Regions from separate parts of the Gossypium hirsutum genome. Here region 2 is linked to region 1. Evidence: chromatin contacts called from public Hi-C data. All regions are on one chromosome and are shown on one strand. The core of a region is the stretch at or near the end of the contact, and the rest is flanking DNA. Distances in the headings are between cores, read along the strand shown.

What was found. Hi-C and Micro-C count contacts between places; a contact is called where the count stands out from the background.
Region 2: a contact with region 1 is called in a Hi-C map of leaf, with 2.2 times the contacts expected there. The contact joins the promoter of LOC107887034 here to the promoter of LOC107887191 in region 1. A contact is called at or near these places in 10 of 34 Hi-C or Micro-C datasets (callus, hypocotyl, leaf and 1 more).

The regions. Positions count from the first base shown.
Region 1 is chrA03:46,804,989-46,810,071 of Gossypium_hirsutum_v2.1, forward strand. It overlaps LOC107887191 (probable inactive receptor kinase At1g48480), which reads left to right and starts at 2,801. Exons shown (of 2, transcript XM_016811356.2): 1 at 2,801-4,544. The coding sequence starts at 3,173.
Region 2 is chrA03:47,126,754-47,131,724 of Gossypium_hirsutum_v2.1, forward strand. It overlaps LOC107887034 (prostaglandin E synthase 2), which reads right to left and starts at 3,687. Exons shown (of 6, transcript XM_016811167.2): 1 at 3,186-3,687; 2 at 2,103-2,237; 3 at 1,868-1,955; 4 at 812-906. The coding sequence starts at 3,522.

The DNA of each region.
Region 1 (5,083 bases), core at 1,551-4,050:
TAATTAACTAATTGAGTTAGGTCAATAGATGATATTCACTCAATAGCGAGAAATGAGATAGATTTAAGTAATAAAAAGAATTAATGGAAGTCCTTTAATCAATCATCTACACATACAGTAGTAAATATAGTAATTATTATACGGAATTATTATTTAACTTAGGTTATATTATTTTATTTACTTTTTTTTAATCTAACCCTCGGTCAAACATATAAAATTTTACTGAAAATATTTTCAGCTTTTTTTTTATATTCGTTTTTTCTGTTAACTTAAATTTATTTATTTATTCTCGTAAAATATCTTATAAATTTTTTTTCTGTAAAACATTTTCTAAAATGATAAGGCTCTGTTTATTGTAACTCCCCTATATCTGACCCAAATATCTAGTTAAAGCACTGAGATGTTACATTATCTACTACATTCTTCACTTATCAAATATTTTCATAGAAACTTTTATAACATTTTAATTTAGTCCTTTTTTGTCATAAAAGTTCAATATTCACTAATTAATCACATTAAATCAATTTTATTTCTTGTTGAATTTTAATCACATAATTTATCTTACTATATTGTTTCACATATCAAATTTCTATTTATTTCACTTCTATTATTTCATCCACTTATTTTCTCAAGTTTAACAGTTTAGTCATTGTTATTATAAAAATTCCATATTTTTCCACAATTTCACTTTTACAATACTTTATGTATATTTCATCATCTCATAACATATTTGTTAAACTTTTACAATAATTTCCTTATTCGTATATTAAATTGTTTCACACTTAAACTTTTGTACGTTTTTCAATTTAGTCCCTATTGCCATGTAATTCATTTTTCACCATATAAGCACTTTAATCAAATAATTCATTATAATATCTCATTTCACATGAAAAATTTTCATACATATCACTTCTCTTGTTTCAATTATAAATTTTACAAAGTTTACAATTTAATCCTTAACATCATGAAGATTTATTATTTATTATAATTTCACCTTAATATCACTTTGTAATCGATTCACTACTTATCATAATCTCAAATGTATGTTTGTTTCATTAAAAACAACTTTTATGAAATATTAAAATTTTCAAACAACAAAAAATATTTTACACAGATTCATCCAAACATCAGAAAAATATTAGCTTTCCCAGAAAAGTAAGTCATTTTCCAGAAATTATTTTCTGGAAGCTATTTTCAGTGAAGTAAATGGAGTTTAAGGCTTCTGACTGGGTTTCAATTATATTCAATATCGAGTCGGATCGGATTTTTAAATAAAGAGTAAATTTTTATTTTATTTATTTGGTTAAAATATAAAATTTTGACATTTAATCGACGAAAATTAAAATTATTTAAAAGTATATTTTATTAAATTATTTTTAATTATAAATGAAGTTAAATTTTTTATTAAAATGCTAAAAGTGAAAATTGATTATAAAAATAATGGGAAAAATTAAGACAAAATAATTGATAATACAAAAACCTCACTAATAATATTATAAATTAAAAACTAAGAACATATAAGCCACAAACAAAATGTAATATAAGAGTAAAATATTTTTAATATAAAAATAATATAAATTTGTTAAATAGATAATTAATCAAAGTTGATTTATAATTTTTTTTTCATTTTTGGTTTTAATGAAAATTAATCAAAGTTATTAAGAAGGCAAATGAAGTTGTTATTTTTATAGGCATAATGACTTATTTGACTCTCCAACTTTTAAAAAAAATATTTTAGCATTCCATTTAAATTTTTATCTCTTTTAACCCTTAAACTTGTGTCATTTCTCAAATCACCTTAAAATAGATAGAAAAATTATGTTTGTTAATTTTATGGACATGGTATTTTCGTGTATTTCATGTTATCAATTAATTATTTTTTTAATTTTAAAAAATTTAAAAACATTATAAAAAATATTTTTTAATTTTTAAAAAAATAAATAATTGCTAACATGACATCCACGTGAATATCATGTCAATAAAATTAATAAATATAATATTTCTATCTATTTTAAGATGATTTAACAAATAATATAAATTCTTAAACTAAAATATTTTTCATAACATTAAAAGGCCAAATAAATCATTATACTTGTTTTAGAAAACCTACTCTTTAATTTTTCATTTAAAAAAAAAACAACATGCTCACAACTTTTTAGTTACTGCAATTAACAACTTTGCTAAAATTATTTAAAAAACATGTGATAGTGAGATTATCTGTCATTAATAACACAATATTACCTGCCCAAAACAAGATTTTTAAACATAAAAAAATTGTTTTATTACCGAAAATCTCATCCAAACATTCCCATATCAATTATTTGCCAACAAAATCATGCTTCGTACAGTAAGAAGGCTTTGAATTTGATAAGAGGAAAAACTTTCCGCCACTTTATCCATCACTAAAATTGAAAAAAAAAACACTTTATAATCATAAAAATTTATATTTTTTTATTTATTTCATCATGCTTAAAATTATCTTTAATTCTTTCTCTAACTCTTAAATAAAAAAGTAATACATCCTAACACAATCAAATTCACATTTTCTTACACCAATAATAATATTAAATTTAATCAAATATATTTTACTAATTTTAACTTAAAAATATACTCATATTTTATAACATTCATCCATCTACCTTGAAATGAAAAATAATAATAATTCCGAGATATAATTGTGGATAAAGAGGAATTAGTGACTATTTTAATTATAATTAATGGGTTGCAGCAGTTAAAGCGTCGAAGACTGAATATGCATCAGTAGGAAAAGGCCAAAAACGAATAGCTTCTTGTTTGTACTAAAAACGTTTTAATTTACGTATTTAATAATAATAAAAGAAAACCTAAGAAAGACAAAAAAGAAAAGAAAAAAAAGGGAAACGGGGTTGACGAACCAGCTGCAGCCATCCTTACTGTAAAACAGCTAGGGTTTGCCTCACTCTATTCTTTCTCTCTCTTTCTTGTTCCTTTTTGGCACTCATCACTGCCCACCCACTCTTTACCTATCAACACAGAAAAAATGCTCTCTCATTAACACTTTTTCTTTTCTTCTTGCAATGCCTCCAATCTAGGCCGAAAAGGGAGAAAAGAAAGCTGTTTCAGATCAGTATCCCACCCACATTATCCTATTATATTCCTATCCTTGTTCTCCTTGTCTTCGCCATCACCCAAAATGCTCACCCAGTTTTTTTTCATTGCCATTCTTTCTTCACTCCTACTGCAGGTGGCCAAACCAGATCTTGTCACCGACAGAGCTTCTCTTTTGAGCCTTCGTTCCTCAGTCGGAGGCAGAACCCTCTTATGGAACGTCTCGAACCAGAGTCCATGCTCGTGGGCTGGGGTTACGTGCGAGCGGAACCGCGTCACAGTGCTTAGACTACCTGGTGTTGCTCTCTCTGGCCAAATTCCGACTGGCATTTTCGGGAACTTGACTCAGCTGCGCACCCTCAGTCTACGTCTTAACTCGTTAACTGGACCACTCCCTTCGGATCTTGCTCTCTGTCAAAACCTCCGAAACCTTTACTTGCAGGGAAACCATTTTTCGGGTGAGATACCGGAATTCCTGTTTGGTCTTCATGATTTAGTGAGGCTAAGTCTTTCTGGGAACAACTTTTCTGGGGAAGTCTCTGTTGGGTTCAACAATTTGACGAGGTTGAGAACTTTGCTTCTTGACAGCAATAGTCTTTCTGGGTCGGTACCTGAGTTGGGTTCTTTGCAAAACCTTGGCCAATTTAATGTGTCAAATAATTTGTTGAACGGCTCAATCCCCAAGGGGTTACAGAAATATGGGTCCGATGCTTTTCTGGGGAATTTGCTTTGTGGGAAACCACTTGACAAGGCTTGCCCTGCCACTGCTACTGCTGCTCCTGGGAATACAAGTGAGCCCGCCAATCCAACGAATGAGAATAAACCAGAGAAAAAGAAGAAGAGCAAGTTGTCTGGGGGTGCAATTGCAGGTATTGTTATTGGATCTGTGCTCGGATTTCTTCTGATTGTTGTGATTTTAATGATTTTATGTAGAAAGAAGAGTAGCAAGCAATCGAGGTCAATTGACATCACTTCGCTTAAGAATCAAGAAATGGAGATTCCTGGGGAGAAATCAGGTGGGGAAATGGAGAATGGTGGATATGCGAATGGGAATGGGAATGGGTATTCAGTGGCAGCGGCGGCAGTAGCAGCAATGGTGGGTGGTGGAGCCAAAGCGGCGGAAAACAGTGGGACCGGAGCTAAGAAGTTGGTCTTCTTTGGGAATGCAACGCGAGTGTTTGATTTGGAGGATTTGTTGAGAGCTTCTGCAGAGGTTTTAGGTAAAGGCACGTTTGGAACAGCATATAAAGCAGTGTTGGAAGGTGGAAACGCAGTGGCTGTTAAGAGACTCAAGGATGTCACTATATCTGAGAGGGAATTTAAGGATAAGATCGAAGGGGTTGGAGCTATGGATCATCAGCATTTGGTCCCTCTCAGAGCTTACTATTTTAGTAGGGATGAGAAGCTTCTTGTTTATGATTACATGCCCATGGGAAGCTTATCAGCGCTTTTGCATGGTGAGAGCATTTCATTCTATTCTTGGATAATTTATTCTTGTTTTGCTTTTTTCAGATTTATGTTATCATTTCCATTCTTCATCATCTGTTGATGCTGGAGTGGAGATGGTCTCAGTCACTCCTTTTTTTACTACCATTATTTGTTATCATCTGACTCTTAGCTTTGGATCCTTTAGAAGTTTATCATAATCTGTACTATTTTAATTGTAACACTATTTATTGAATGTCATCACTGTATCTACCTGAAGATTCATTTGGTATGTCTTCATCATCTCTGAGAGGATTATGGATTTGTTCTCTTTTAAAAAAACTGATAAATTAGGAATGCTTAAAAGAGCGTAATACTTCATTGGTATTTCATGGAAACATGAAAATCAATTTGAATGGGGTTGCATTGATCTTCTCATTCTGCCATTTACCTCTCTTGTTATGAGCTTCTCATGTTGCATTGATGTTTCGTTTATCTCTCTGCCATTTCTGGAGATTCCATCATAATCTGTAATCATAACAAATATCCTCATGCTGTATTTACATTTTAA
Region 2 (4,971 bases), core at 2,437-4,936, 320 kb after region 1:
TCTATTAATTAATTTAAACTCAAATCTTTATTTTTGTTATTTTCTTTTATTTAGTTTTAGTTTACATGTTTTAATCTTTTGTTTGGATAAGACTGGGTTATTTTAATTTAGTAATTAACAAATTTAGTACAATTTCTAGTGTGATCAATACTCAAAACATTATATTACTCGTTACTCCTCTCATATTACCCGTAACATGTAAACAGCGTACGAAACCTAGCACTATTTACAGAGGTTTAATTCACCTTATACTCTTTTCAATCCATTGTAAACTTAGAGGAGAAGACAGCATAGAAATTCAAGTTTGCATAAAGAAACTAGACATAACTAATTCCAATGTCTTCCATCCAAGTATATTTTGTACTGTTTCACATCTTCAATTCCCTATTCCTAAAAATTGACTGTAAAACTTTATTTGAAATTCATTATTGGAAATGGTATGTTACTTGAAGTAATGAGACAGGAAAATAACATTTCCTAATTATTAAAAATGAAACAATATTGTTTCCAAAGCCTATTGACCTTTAAAATGTTGCAATTTGCTTGGCGAAGTACAAAAGAATTCATAGGCATTTTAAAAATAATGCAAGTAACGAAACATGCAAATAACTCTATGATCCATTAATAGATAAAATTACTTTCTCACTACTTATTAAAGGACTTGGTGGAAAACATAGTGGATGACGTATTTATTCCCAACTTTAGGGGTAAATGGATCAATCATTGACTAAAATAATATAAAAGTGGCAAGGTTTTTAAATGGAGGGAAGGCAGCTACATATGTATAATACAAAATTATGCATTAATTTACCATTGCTAGTGATGTAGTCAAAAGATTCAAGAGCCTCAGACGTGTTGCGGTATATGTTTGGAGATAAGACATGCACCAAGTGGTTGTCAACCCACCTACACAAGGACATCATTATTAGTGTTCCAAAGATGAAATACTTATTCTAAAAGCAGCTAAAGCAAAAAGGAAGACTTTGAATTGCATTAATACAGCAATATGTATTAACCAAAGTTCTACAGTACAAGATCATTAACTCATAGCTACTCAGAAACAAGAAAAAAGGACCTATGTATAGTTTTGTACACACATAACTCTATCTACTACCAAAAGTATTTTCATATATGCTCATTTATATATCCTGAAACATAACATCTTTGCTAAGCATAGAGTTCATGTTTTCATGCATGAGGTTCAATTAAAAAGACAATTAATATAAATAGTTATACAAATTATTCACTTTGATAGAGGGTCAATAACTGAGGTCAAAATTCTGACCTTTCAAGACCAGGTAATAAAAAATTGAGAGGAATGCTAGGAGCAATCACCCAAATACTCTACAGTTGAAAGGCACGTATCTCACATTTTAGACCTTAAACTAGTTACCGAAAATTCCAGTAAATTTCTCGTTTGCTGCACTGTAAAAGCCAAAGTTTGGTTTGGCTCGTATCTGTAAAAAGATATTTGAAAAGACTACAAAGTCCTTTATACACTACTAGAAAAACGTGGTTGACAGGTTGTTATTCCGAGAGTATACCATGTTTTGGCACTATTTTGAACTTAGTATACTTCATGGTAAGCGTCATCTCAATTAGTTTCAAAGTATAAGATAAATTAAAAAAATAACTATTTAGTGCACCCATATAGTTTCTTTTAATACCTTTTGCTTAGCAAGATGAAATTTTAATAAGATATAGATAGTTTTCTGGTACAAGTAGCTGGGGTTAAACCGAAGACCTAAATCCTCCTTAAGAAGGTAACAAATGTTATATCAAGATTGAGTTCTTAAGAACTAATAATATTGTAGTGATATAGTAAAAATAAAATTTTAATTACTATAGGAAACAAGACAGTCCGTACCTACGCCACTTTGTTTCTTCATCTTCATCAGCAACTGAAATAATTGCTTTCCCAGGAAGGATCTTTTCACTCAATTGGTCAATAATAGCTGCATGTTCCACATGCGCGTTCAGTCCATCATTGCAACTAATGAGCTTAAATAAAGTCAATAACTTAAACAGCTTGTTAGGTCTTTAGGGGTAATATAAAATATCCAATGAGAACTTAAATTATAAACAGTTTTGACAACAAGAACCTGATGAGTCCACCAGCTGTTGACCATCAACCATCAGAATAGGCACCTTCTTGTAATCCGACCACTTGATCTCTTTCTTACTAATGGGATTGACTTCCACCACCTTGTATGGTATATCATAGTAGTCCAAGAATGCTGAGAGACGATAAACATTATGGGAATCATGAAGTTACTAAGATTTTAATTAGTTGTCTTGTTACTAAGAAAGTGCTTGGTTGAGTAGAAAAATGGAAGAACAGAAAGAATGGGTGGAAAAATGAGAAGAAAGTAAACTCTAAGTGTACTTGATAGGAAAGAGATAAGTGGGAAGAAAGAAAACAAGAGAGAACCATTTTCAATCTTAATGCTTAAAAACAATTATTCCAATTCGGAATGATAAGAGGAGAGGAAATGAGAAAGGGATGTATGTTAGTTAAAAATTATGCATTTTTCAGAAGCTTTATTTTCTTCTCCTCATTTTTCAACTCTATCAAGCAATGAAGGGAAAAACTTACTTTTTCTTTCAATTTTTCCATCTTTTGTACCAAGCAAATCAATTGAAGGAAATATATATCATCTATCTTTTTATTTTTCTACTCCGTCAATTTTCCACCTTTCCAATTTTCTTTTCACACTATTAAGCAAAGCCTTATGTTATTGTCTTTCAACTTCCTAAAGTTGCTAAGAATAATGCAAATTCTAGAAAGAAAAGTGTAGCTGATTAAAAAGGAAAAAGTGATTACAATGCAAAACAGATTCTAATATAATTGTTTCATCAAAGAAAAATAATGCATTTGTTATGTTTTTGGTTTTCAGTTCTTCAAAAGAATCCTTCTCTCCATCACCATGGTAGTTACCAAAACATGTCTGATTTAAAAATGTAATATATAGCGAATAGTTAAAATGTAAGCATATTATCGTTTCCTTTAGAACTCACTAAAACTAACTATTTAATCATTCAAAACAGGTGAGAATTACTTATCCAAATAATTTTTTGGATTTACTTTTTGCTTAAAAAAGAAGTTCTGAGTTCAAATTTGATTGGTTCTGTCAATTTTATTTGGTACGAATGCAACGGAAAGAAGAAAAACGAATATATACTACCTTTAACTTTATTACAAAATGGGCAGGCCTCATACTGATAAAGAACAACGTCCTTTGGGATGATTTCAGCTGGTGGCGGCTCCTTGGCGTAGACCGAAGCAGCAGTGGCCACTGAGGCGACAACGCCGACAAGGCCGAGAGAGACGGCTTGACCAGAGCTTTTCGAAAAGGAATTGAGAAGCGGAAAGAACCAATGGCGGCGAGAATTGGAATTGTCGGCTCTGCTGCTGCTAAAGAGCGCCACCCGGAGACGAGGGTGGAGGTTGACTGCTCCTCCGTCGTGAACGGTGGAGAGGGTCCTAGAAAGGATGGAGGAGGTGAAGGAGGCCCTTCTCATTGGCGATCCTATAGCAGAGGGCAGATCTCGGCGCTTTGTGATTTGTTGAGGAAAGTTTCCATTCAGGTGACGTTTACCCCCAAAATAAATAAGAGGGGTTAAGCCTTTTCTTTTTTAATAAATGTTTTTAGTTAAAGATTTTTTTATTACCATTATTGTCCATGTTGTTTGGGCCGGGATGTTAGAGTGGCACCAAGATTTAAACTTAATTCAAATGTTTAAGAAAAAAAAATTTACTTCTATTTTTTCTTACTTGGTTGTTTTTAGTTAAGATGATACATAGTTAGACTTATTCGAATGTATTTGAATTTAGATGGGTTTAGACAAAAAATTAGACTTGAAAAATGAGTTTAAGCAACAAAAAAAGTCCGTATTTAATTTAGACCTAGCGTCGGACAAAATTTTCCAAGCCCAAAGTCAACTGAATCTAACCATATTTGTTAATTAGTATATCACATATTTATATATTTATCACCTAAAATACATACTAACTTTTGAAAAGACTAAAACTTTGATGTCCAACGTATGTAAGGAAGACTAATTGATTAGGCCAAAAACATAACCTAAAACCAAATCCTAAATACAAAAAAATAATTTTTCATTAATTTCTCGTTTTTCACCCCAACCACATTTTTCCATCTTCTTTCTAAAACATCATCTTTGGCAATTTTTTTAAAAGGCCAAAAGTAAATATAGTAGTTATTTGCCTACACTATGATATGGGCTAATTTAAAAAATAGATAAGTTTTTGTTATTTGTGTAAACTAGATTGTATTTGTAGTAACTACTATGGGCAATATTGAAAAAATCATGTAATATGATCATTACCTGTATAAAAATTAAAAGTCAATCACGTGTATAAACATCAATATATGAAATAAATAGATCCATTTTCTTAATTCTTTCTTTTCTCTGTTTCTCTTTTTTATTCTTAAACCCTCTTCTCCTTTCCTCTACTTTTTTCCTCTGTGAATTTTACTCTCTACATTTTGGCTCGTATCAATAAGTATTAGAGCCGTCAATGTTTGCTATGATTGGTTATGGAATAAATCTATCAAATGAGGTCATTGATCAATTACTTGTACATTTGGAGTCCAAAACCAATAATTATTTGGAGTGGTTGCAAAGCAAAATACAAAATGATCATAAGAACTTTTGCCCAAAAGCACCTTTGGTGCTCGATCAAATGCTTGTGAGAATGGATGAGATAGTCTGTGATATGTATGTTAGTGATGCATTCAACACAGTACGAAACCACATATGGAATCAAGGCCATCATTGTCAAGTTATGAAAAGGGGCTGCCTTCATCAACTAAACCTATCTCTAATTTCATATCATCAAATGACAATGAGAAATTAGTTAAGCAATCAGGTATGAATTCTTCAAAATTACATGTCCAATCTTATGTTACCAAATTTTTTTCTCAGGACACATATGAAGGAATCTCT